3 separate regions of the Sus scrofa genome follow, and all the other regions are linked to region 1. The links are chromatin contacts, called in public Hi-C and HiChIP or PLAC-seq maps. All regions are on one chromosome and are shown on one strand. Each heading gives the region's core, a stretch centred on a gene start, on an enhancer-like site or on the middle of the called end of the contact. The rest is flanking DNA. Distances are from core to core; before and after follow the strand shown.

Evidence for each region. A called contact is a pair of places that touch in the nucleus more often than the background predicts. HiChIP or PLAC-seq counts read pairs in DNA pulled down with a chosen protein or histone mark.
Region 2: an H3K27ac HiChIP or PLAC-seq map of alveolar macrophages shows a contact between it and region 1. The contact joins the promoter of CRAT here to the promoter of NTMT1 in region 1. A contact is called at or near these places in 2 of 5 promoter capture datasets (fetal skeletal muscle and liver), 1 of 47 Hi-C or Micro-C datasets (liver) and 1 of 2 datasets of contacts at active chromatin or transcription factors (alveolar macrophages).
Region 3: a Hi-C map of embryonic fibroblasts shows a contact between it and region 1, with 1.9 times the contacts expected there. The contact joins the promoter of SH3GLB2 here to the promoter of NTMT1 in region 1. A contact is called at or near these places in 2 of 5 promoter capture datasets (fetal liver and skeletal muscle) and 4 of 47 Hi-C or Micro-C datasets (embryonic fibroblasts, heart right ventricle, liver and 1 more).

Annotation. Positions count from the first base shown.
Region 1 is chr1:269,817,986-269,821,404 of Sscrofa11.1, forward strand. NTMT1 (N-terminal Xaa-Pro-Lys N-methyltransferase 1) reads left to right here and starts at 1,789. Exons shown (of 5, transcript NM_001243457.1): 1 at 1,789-1,932. C1H9orf50 reads right to left here. Exons shown (of 13, transcript XM_021085475.1): 5 at 1,863-2,080.
Region 2 is chr1:269,399,665-269,402,861 of Sscrofa11.1, forward strand. It overlaps CRAT (carnitine O-acetyltransferase), which reads right to left and starts at 1,578. Exons shown (of 14, transcript NM_001113047.1): 1 at 1,432-1,578. The coding sequence starts at 1,458. It overlaps PTPA (serine/threonine-protein phosphatase 2A activator), which reads left to right and starts at 2,112. Exons shown (of 10, transcript XM_001926077.6): 1 at 2,112-2,422. The coding sequence starts at 2,392.
Region 3 is chr1:269,330,834-269,334,035 of Sscrofa11.1, forward strand. SH3GLB2 (endophilin-B2) reads right to left here and starts at 1,518. Exons shown (of 10, transcript XM_021069904.1): 1 at 1,278-1,518. The coding sequence starts at 1,340.

The DNA.
Region 1 (3,419 bases), core at 539-3,038:
AGTAGGGGGACAAGGGTGGTTTGGACAAGTCATTTCACTGGCCTGGTATGATTTTGCAATTTGAAAATGAAAAAAAAAAAAAAAGGCTTTGGAATTCAAATGACAAGATGTCTGCCTGGAAGGAAACATCACAGACAATGTATTTTGTTTTCTGTAAACATTTCCTCATCCAGGGATGGAAGAGCCTGCCTCCTTGGGGACGTTAGAATATTGAGTGAGGAAGGTGAGATATTTCCCTTTCTTTCTTTCTTTCTTTCTTTCTTTCTTTCTTTCTTTCTTTCTTTCTTCCTTCCTTCCTTCCTTCCTTCCTTCCTTCCTTCCTTCCTTCCCTCCCTCCCTCCCTCCCTCCTTCCTTCCTTTTTTCCTTTTCTTTTTAGGGCCACACCTGCAGCATACAGAGGTTCCCAGGCTCGGGGTCGAATCGGAGCTGTAGCTGCTGGCCTACACCACAGCCACAGCAACACAGGATCCGAGTCACGTCTGTGACCTACACCCAGCTCATGGCAATGCCTGATCCTTAACCCACTGAGCGAGGCCAGGGATTGAACCTGCATCCTCATGGATACTAGTCAGATTCATTAACCCCTGAGCCACGATGAGAACTCTGCGAGAAGCTTTTTGAGGTCAGCAGGCTGGCCAGACCCGGAAAGGCCTTGGAGTCCAGGTGTAGGGAAGGAAGTTTTCCATCAATAGGAGAAAAAGGTAGGGGCGGGTTTTAAGGCACCCCTAAAAGAGCTGGGCTCAGAGCTGCCCCCAAAAGATTATAGACACCTCCAGCAACTGAGATTATCTAAGATTTATCCACTTGCCGTAGAGACATGGAAAATGAAGCTTGGGAGCGCCCAGGCCAAGGCAACCAAGTCAAATCCAGAGTTCCCTAGAGAGGATGCCAAATAACACGGACAGATGTGGGGGACTCAAAACCAGGTTGAGGCTTTTCAGTGTACCGCACCCCCATCATCCCTTTCACTTCATTAGAGCAAGCATACTTTCAGCACCTCCTATGTGCAACACCCAGAGGAAGGCACTGTAAATCGAAGATAAAATGTCAGTTTAGGAAAAAAAGACTATGGTGAATATTGTGAATATTATGACATAGATGAATATTATGATGAAAATTATGCATCAGTTTCTATTTATTGAGACTTCACGCCAAGCACAGAGGTGAGCCCTTGACACAGGGTATCCCACAGATTTAACCCTCAGAGTCCTGGAAGGTGAGTAATTATTCCATCTATCTGGCAGAAGGGGATTAAGGCTTGAATGAGGCTTTTTCTCCCTCTTTTTACCCAGTGGAAAACCCATAGAACGTTCGGTTTTTTAAAAGTCCAGTCATGTTGTTCCCGTCATGGCTCAGTGGTTAACAAATCCGACTAGGAGCCATGAGGTTGCGGGTTCGGTCCCTGGCCTTGCTCAGTGGGTTAAGGATCCGGCGTTGCGGTGAGCTATGGTGAAGGCTGCAGACGCGGCTTGGATCCCGCTTTGCCATGGCTGTGGCATAGGCCGGAGGCTAGAGCTCCAAGTAGACCCCTAGCCTGGGAACCTCCATATGCCGCACGTGCGGCCCTAAAAAGACCCAAAAAGAAAAGACCAAAAAAAAAAAAGTCCAGCCTTGCTACCAAATGAGCTGGTGCGCAAGATGGAAGCGGGAACAGAGTGGGTGCTGCGGCTCTTTAAGGAGGCAAATCTCAAGTGAGGGCAGGATCCCACGGGGCGGGGCAAACCAATCGCGGGGCGGGCCTCTCGGAGGCCCCGCCCCAACACCCGGAAGTGACGTAAGCGGACAAAGGCGGTGCGCGCCGCGAGGTGTCGCTTCTGACCTGGGTCTGACGGAGCCGGCCGTGGGCTTCTGGGGTGCTCACCCCTGCCGCCGCCTCCTTCCCTTCCTGTTTCTCGTCCTCTTCTCCCGGGTCCCGGGAGCCCCCGCCCGGGGTGAGTAGCGCGAGGGGGAGCGGGAGCGGCGGCCGCCGGCAGAGGGGAGGCTCCCGCACCCAACTGCCTCGGCGCCCTGAGTCCCCGGCTCGCCACGTGACCCAGGCGCCAGCCGGCTGGGCCCCACGTGCGCGCTCCTAGGCGGTTCCTGGGCTCCGGGTGTGCAGTGAGGAAGGCCGAGGCCCCCCGAAGCCTGGGCAGGACACTCCCCCACGCCGGCCCCCGCCGCACCAAGCCCCTTTCCCTCCCTGAGCCTCACTTTCCCCTGTGAGAAACGGGGGGTAAGGAGGGCACTTTCCTGAAACCGAGGGGTAAGGCGAGCACCCGCTGGGAGGGTGGGCGCGAGGATTCAGTAAACTGCTCAGCTCCGAGCCGAGCACAGCTTAGTGCCCGTCACATGGGAGTTGCTATCATAGTTCACTTTGGACTCGACCCCAGTCACGGCTCAGCATAGGCGCCGCTCGAAAGACAGCCGGCCGCCAAGAGCCCTTGAAGCCAAGGTCAGCCCCTGGACAGAGAGGCTGCCATATCAGAAGGCCCAGGCTTGGCTGCCCGTCGACTGTGTGGACTCTCCGTCTGCACAATAAGGGGTAGAAACAGCTAGTGTCCGAGGTCCTGCGGGTGGGGCTGGGCAGTACTGCTCGCGTCTGGTTGTATAGAATCTGCACAGTGAGATGGAATGAGACCCTGAGGGGACCAGGGCCTTGACCGGGGTTAGAAGTCTCCTTGGTCTGATTTCCTGTGTGTGTGCCCCACCCCATTAGTGGAATGGGTTTTTTCTCTGTCAACTAGGGGAGGCGGCAGGGTTGGAGGTATGTGTAGCTGGCTTTGGTGGAGACCAGAAGCCACAGAGTCACAAAGATAGCGTCTCCCAAACCTGCAGTGTTTCTGTGCTTAGGTGGATTGGCTGAGCTGCCAAGTCCACTGGATTCACCACCCTGTGTAACAGTAACAATCCTGGAGGTTTGGCCAACTCTCTAAGGTTTAGAGGGCCTTTCGGAGTATTTTCTCCTTAGATCTTCACACATGGCAAAGAGAATTGATGAGAATCTCAATTGACAGTTTTAAGTTTGAGATTAACATGTGCCGAGCTGTGCGTGGATCCCTTTATGCTTTTTTATCTGCATTTAATCATCACAGCCTTCCTATAAAGTCTGTAATGCTATTCCCATTTTATAAATAGAGACACTGGAGTTCCCTGGCGGCTCAGTGGGTTAAGGATCTGGTGTCATTGCTGCTGTGGTGCAGTTTTCCATCCCTGGCCTGGGAACTTTTGTAAGCCACCAGTGCAGCCCCCTCCCAAAGACACTTAAGAGGTGTTGTCTTATCTCAGTTTACACAGCTGATGAGAAGCAGAGCCAAGATTCAGACCTGGTTTGTTCGATTCCATCAGAACCTTTTTTTTTTTTTTTTTTTTTGTCTTTTTAGGGCTGCACCCATGGCATATGGAAGTTAGGGGTCAAATCGGAGGCTGTAGCTGCCAGCCT
Region 2 (3,197 bases), core at 328-2,827, 420 kb before region 1:
AGGCAAGCCAAGGGGTATTAAAAATCCACCTGTTAGAATCTGCATAAGCCTGTTTGATGAGGGAAAACTTGGCTGGAGGACAGAAACTGCTTGGCTGCTGAGGATACACCGTAACCCTGCATATAGTCCTGAAAACTGGGCAGGTGCAAAGGCGCAGATGCTGAGAAAGGGCAGTAAGTGGACGTTTCCCTCCACGACTCCTGGGGCCCTTCCGGGCCATCCTCCCAGCAAAGCCTGGTTCTCTTGAGCTGTGGCTCAATCAGCTGCGGGGGGCAGGCAAGGGCAGAGAACTTTGGGAGTTCTCTAAGGATCCGGCGCTGTCACTGCAGGGGCTTGGGTTAATGCTGTGTTGAGGATTCAATCACTGGTGTGGAAATTTCACATGCTGCAGGCATGCCCCCCCCCCCCCGCAAAAAAGAGAGGACTTTGGGCATTAAAAATCCATCAAGGACGCTAGTTTTGGGATTGGGCTAGATTGGAGACAACAGATCCAAGGGATTCTGGCCAAGTCTCTCCTTGCCTCAGTTTTCCTGGCAGTAAAGAGATCAGGCCACATAGCAGGTCCTGGGAGATGACCTAGAGGCTGTGGACACAGATCAGGTGGCAGGTGTAAGGGGGAGCTCTAGAAGATCCTGGAAGATCTCAAGAGCCTCTGGGCCTGGCAGAGGCCAAACATTCTTCTTGGCATAGAAGGGGACACAGACAGAGATATGCTTGGAGCAGAGAGGAAAGAGATCCGAATCAGCAGCAACACCTGCTCCAAGCTGCCCTCTGGGAAGATGGGGGGCGGGCGGAGGGATGGGGGGATGTAGCTGTAAGTCAAGTTGAGGAAGAGACTGGTGGCACGCGGGGGGGGGGGGGGAATGGGGCTGCCACCTGCCGCCCTCTGCCAGTTGGGAGGACTTTCTGAGCAGCCCAGCTTGATGCCTTCAGTGGAGTGTCTCTGACCACACACAATTCCCCAGGGGCCGTTTGATAAGCCCAGGGAAGGTGACTAACTGCAGGGAGTTGGAGAAGTGGCTCTGGCCGGGAAGAAATGGCTCAGGCTGAGCATGGGACAGGTGAGTGAGTGAGTGAGAGAATAATCTCTGAGAGACACTCCTGGTCTCTCTCGGTTCCTTGGCTACGGGTGGAGGTGCTGCCTGAGGCCAGGGCGTTATCTTTTCCGGGTCATTGAAATTTAGCGCCACAAAGTGTGGGTTCGATCCAGCCTCTGACCTTGAGCCTCAGTCTCTCCCTCTGCCAGACGGGATTAATCCACCTGCTGACCCCTTCCCAGCAGCTGCTGGCCGGACTGGACCGCGGCCGCTGGGCCGCGTCGCCTCTACGGCCTGTGTCCTCCCCTTTCCGGCGCAGCTGCGCGGGTGGCTCGGCCCGCGGCCCACCCGTCCCGTCCATGGTCCACCAGGCCGGTTTCCCCGCCGCACTCACCACGGTCCTGGCAGCGAAGGATAACATCTCGGCGGCCTGCCCAGGGACACACTGTCCGCTCCTCCCCAGGCGCTGGTCAAAGTCCGCGCCGCGGCTGTAGGTGGGTCCCCACTAGACCCTTCCGGTCCAAGATCGCCGAGTCACCACCGCCGGCGGGTAGAAGCGGCCCCGCGCCCACCCACCCCGCCGGGCGGCGGCCGGCAGGCGGCCCGCGGGAGGCGGACTCTTGGGGCGGGGCCTTCGGCGGGCGGCGAACGCCGACCTCTAGCCGCGAGCGCTGGGCGGCCCGGGAGGCGGGGCCGGGGGCGGCGCCGGGGGCGGGGCCCGGGCCCCCTGCAGGTGGGTTCACCGCTAGGCGGTGGAACCCAAGAGGCGCACAGCGGCGCCCGCCGTCCACCTTGCCCTTTCCCGCCTCCATGAGCCGTCCAAATTGTTGGAGGCAGCGGTGTGCACCCCTCTCAGTCCCTTTGGTGTCCTTGAGCGCTGCTCTCAAAGTGCTAGGAAAACACAACCATACCGACAGGAGACTGTCTTCCACTAGTCCTCGGGATTGGGTCAGAGCCACGCTCCGAGATGACAGGTGGGGACCGCCCCGCAAAAGCATGGCTGCCGCGCTCCCAGGGCCCTCCCGGCAGGCAGTTGGCGCGTCGGGCCGCGAGCCGGCCGTCGGTGCGCATGCTCCCTGGGTGCCCCGCACCAACATGGCCGCCGCCTCGGAGTGAGCGCGACCGCCGCGAGCCGGCCGTTGCTGGGCATGCTCCCTGGGTGCCCCGCACCAACATGGCGGTCGTCTTCGCTGGGGTGACTTTAATTCTCGGTTTTCGGTTCTAGCCAGCCAGTGCTCGTTTCTCTTCAGAAAGCTCGGAGCGCGTAGGGGAGCCCGGGAAGGGCAGGGAAGGTGCGGGGGTGAAAGGCGAGAGGGGACTGCAGGCATCCGGGCCGGCTCCTGGCGGGCGGAAGATGGCTGAGGGCGAGCGGCAGTCGCCGCCAGGTAGGACGGGACGGGCCGGGCCGCTGCGGGGTGGGGGCGCGGGGACGCGGGGGCGGTGCTGGGTCTGGGGGCGGGGATGGCGTGGGGGGTGGGGGGCTCTGCAGCCCGACGGTTGAGAGAGATGAGCGACGCTCTTGGGGCCCCGAGGGGGAAGGGCTGGGGGGACCTGGAGGTGGGGGGCAGGAACCCAGGGCTGCAAAAGGGGTGCTGGGAGGGGCGCAATACCAGGACTTGGGGAGCTTGAGCCGCCCGAGGGTCGGGTGGACGGTCCGGTGGCCTTTTCCACGTCTGGGCTGCGCGTGTTTGTCAGCTCTTGACCCAGTGGGGAAGCTGTCGGGGGTGGGGGCTGCTGTCTTTATTAGACCCTGGTGCTCCTTGGGCCTGGGCCTGCCCGGACCCCCTTTCCCGCCTCCCCGACTCCCTGACCACCCCTCTTTCATCTCCCCTCTCCTCCTCGGAGGCCTGGCACCGGAGATTCAGGGGCTGAGAAGTTACCAAGAAGTTACTGCCCTGGATCGTCTAAACTATTAATTTAGAAAGACTGGTTGTGCAAGGAGCTGAGTCTCTTTCTGGTCTCACCATCTGTAACTTTTATTTACACCGAGGTTTCTTTTTAATTCATCTCAAATAGCTGGGATGGAGCGGCCAGGGAAAGGATTTTCTCTCTCTGTCTCTCTCTCTCTTTTTTTTTTTGGCCGCCTGGCAGCCTATGGAGTTCCTGGGCCAGGGATCAGATCCAAGCCGCAGTTGCGGCCCAAGCCGCAGCTGTGTCAAC
Region 3 (3,202 bases), core at 268-2,767, 490 kb before region 1:
TCCTGGCATCCCCAGTAGGGTGGGGGTCACCCACAGGGCTTAGAACATGGAGCAGCAACCCCCCCTAGGGCATTAATTCTCAACGGATACTGTGCTTTCTAGTAAACATGGGCACACGGGCTGGGCTCTTCCAGAGAACCAACAACCAGGCCAAGGACAAACAACAGGACCTGTTCCCGGAACGCTGCGACTGCAGTCACCCTTGGAGGCAGACATGGTGTGACACCCAATTGACAGAAGGGGACACGGCGGTTCCGAGAGAAGTGACTTGCCCCAAGGTCACGTGCTGCACGGGTACAACGCTAACCACGTTACACCAAGAGTGACTTACCTTTCGTGTGCACGTCCATGCAGAGTGCCTGGGACAGGGACACCTCCATGCTGGGAGGGTAGGGGGATTGCTAAGGCCATTTTTCAGATTGAAAAACTGAGGCCCAGCGAGGTGGAGCCCCCATCACCACCTCAAAGTCACAGGAGGGGACGCCACACCCACAGCTAACTCCTGGTCTTCGCCATTACATGAAAAGCTGCCTTAGTTTCTCTCTTTGTCCCTAACAAGGTGGGTAGGACTTGTTCTAATCTCAGCATCGCAGCTTCCCCCAAGGAGGGCATGGGAGCCAAACCCTGGCCCTTTCCCCATCCCCCCAGGCCCAGGGACATAAGAGGAAGCAGGCCTCCCAGGGAGCAGAAAGGAAATAATCCCAGCCTTTCTGGCTTCCGGACTGACTAGCCAAGCGTGCAAAAGGGGCCTGAGGGAATCAGAACCACCAGCCCATTGCACAGGTGCACCAGTGAGGCTCAGAGAAGGGGTCAGGGAGGGTGCACGAGTCCTTGGGCCTGGAACTCGGGCCTCCAAACGCCTGCTGGGAATCAGAGTCACTGCTGAGCAAGGGCAGGAAGGCAAGGGCCGCCTGGTGCCCTCTGCCCTCCTCAAAAGAGCCCCCACCGGAGCCGGGGCAGACAGACACCAGGTCAGCGGATAACCCGGCCAGCCGGCCGGCCGGTCGAAATGGTGGAGGCTGACGCCTCCCCGCCAGGCAGCAGGGCCGAGGTCCGGCTCATTCCCCGGCCCCGGGCCACGCTGAGGGTGCGGCCAGTGTGGCCGGCCGCCCCGGGCTCTTTCTAGCTACTGGACAGCGCAGGAGGAGGGGCGGTGGGGGGCTAGGGCGACCCCCGCAGCGGGGAAGGGGCGGCGGCCGCGAGGGCCTTCTCCCGTGGCCCGGACTCTGCTGCTGGGGCGCCGCCGGCCGCACGGGGCCCAGGGCGCACGGCCTCACCTGCACGGCCCGGGTGAAGAAGATGCCCGCGTCCGATGCCAGCTTCTTCATGTTGAAGTCCATGGTGCTCCGCAAGGCCGGCTGCGCCCGAACCGAGCGCCGCCCGACAGCCTCCAGGCCCACTGCCGCCGCCGCCGCCGCCGCCGGCCCGCACCGCGCCCACCTGCTGCCGGTGCGCCGGCCCTACGCGCGCCAGTCCCAGCCGCCGCCACCGCCGCCACCGCCGCTGAGCCTGCCGGAGCGCGCAAGGCGGGGCGCGGGCCGCGGGGGAGGAGCCGCGCCGAGGGGCGGGGCGAGGGGCGGGGCGGGGCGGGGCGGTGGAGACCTTGCCCAAGGCTGTTCGCGGCTGCCCCCTGCAGCCCGCCGGGATTTTATCCTCTCTCGGTTCCTCGTCCTGTGCCGGCCACTCCAACCCCCGCTCCCCACCCTCCGCCCCGACCTATTTGTTCCTCTTTTTCTCCGTTAGTCCGTTCACATCCTTTTCGCCTCCTGGGTCCTCTGTCTCCCTATTGCTCGGCCTCTTTTGCCCTGGATATCTCTGTGCCCCCGGCCGTCACCTTGATCTCTCTAGCCCCCTCTCCTCTTCTGCCCTACCCTGGTGACACTAAGAACAACCGAGCCAGGGGACAGGCCGGCTGGGGACTCGTCCTCCACCGCTGGACAATGGCTGTTTGGCCCCTGGAAACTCTGTGGTTCCCCAAAGTTGGAGGAGGGCGTGGGGAAGGCGGTTAAAGGGAGGGAAAGGGGAGAGAGTCTTCATTCTGCCCAGGTGGGGGAACCCACTAACCTCCAGGCATGGATGCCTGCTGACCTTGAACCAGCCCCTCACCGCTCCAGACAGGCAAAAGGACGGCCTGCACTTCACGCCTCCCTCCCATGGGGCTTGGAAGGGGCTCGTTGCCTGTTTCCACCGCTCTTGTGGAAGGCTATCTCTAGGCTTCCTCTTCTAACCCAGGTGTGAGCCCTTTTCCTGAACTGATAAACTTTCCTCTCTGCTCTGTCCCCTGGATTCCTGGCTTTATCTCCTTGCACTTGCACCAGTTCCCCATCACCTACTGCCTGCCTGCGCAGGGTAAGCTTCAAGGCACCTGTGGGCTTATTAAAAATCCAGACCCTGGCCTTACTCCCAGCCCTGGTTCTCTCAGTGCAGTTGGGGCCTGGCAGGTGGAGTTTTGAAAAGCTTCCAGGTGACTTAAATGTGTACCCTAGGTTCAGAACTATTGATCTTCATTATTATCTACTTGGAGCCACCATCAACTTTCATATCACACACCTGCAGTTATCATCTCTAGTGGTTTGTTTTTTGGCCGTATACACTGCATGTGGGTACAAACCCTTAACCTGTTATGCCACAAGGGAACTTCCTCTATGTGTTTTTTTGTATGTGTTTCTCTGTCTTCACTATGTATTTCTATTCATCTCTCTTGATAAATTGACTTATTTACCAGTGTCAGCTTATAGCTGACTATGTGATTCCTTTAGCCAGCATCCAGCCATATCATCTTTCAACAGCCATAAATCGATATAGTAATATGCTCATTCACTTGGTATCCACATGTTAAAGAAAAAAATATTCATGATACCTGTTGGAGTTCCCGTCGTGGAGCAGCGGAAACGAATCTTACTAGGAACCATGAAATTGTAGGTTCAATCCCTGGCCTCGCTCAGTGGGTTAAGGATCCAGCGTTGCCATGAGCTGTGGTGTGTAGGTCGCAGACGAGGCTCGGATCTGGCCTTGCTGTGGCTCTGGTGTAGGCTGACACCTGTAGCTCCAATTAGACCCCTAGCCTGGGATCCTCCATGTGCCGCGAGTATGGCCCTAAAAAGACCAAAAAAAACCCAAACCAAAACAAACAAACAAACAAAAAAAAATGGTAAGGACCAAGAGAGGCTACTGCGGTGGAGGTTTTGCAATAGAGAGAGAG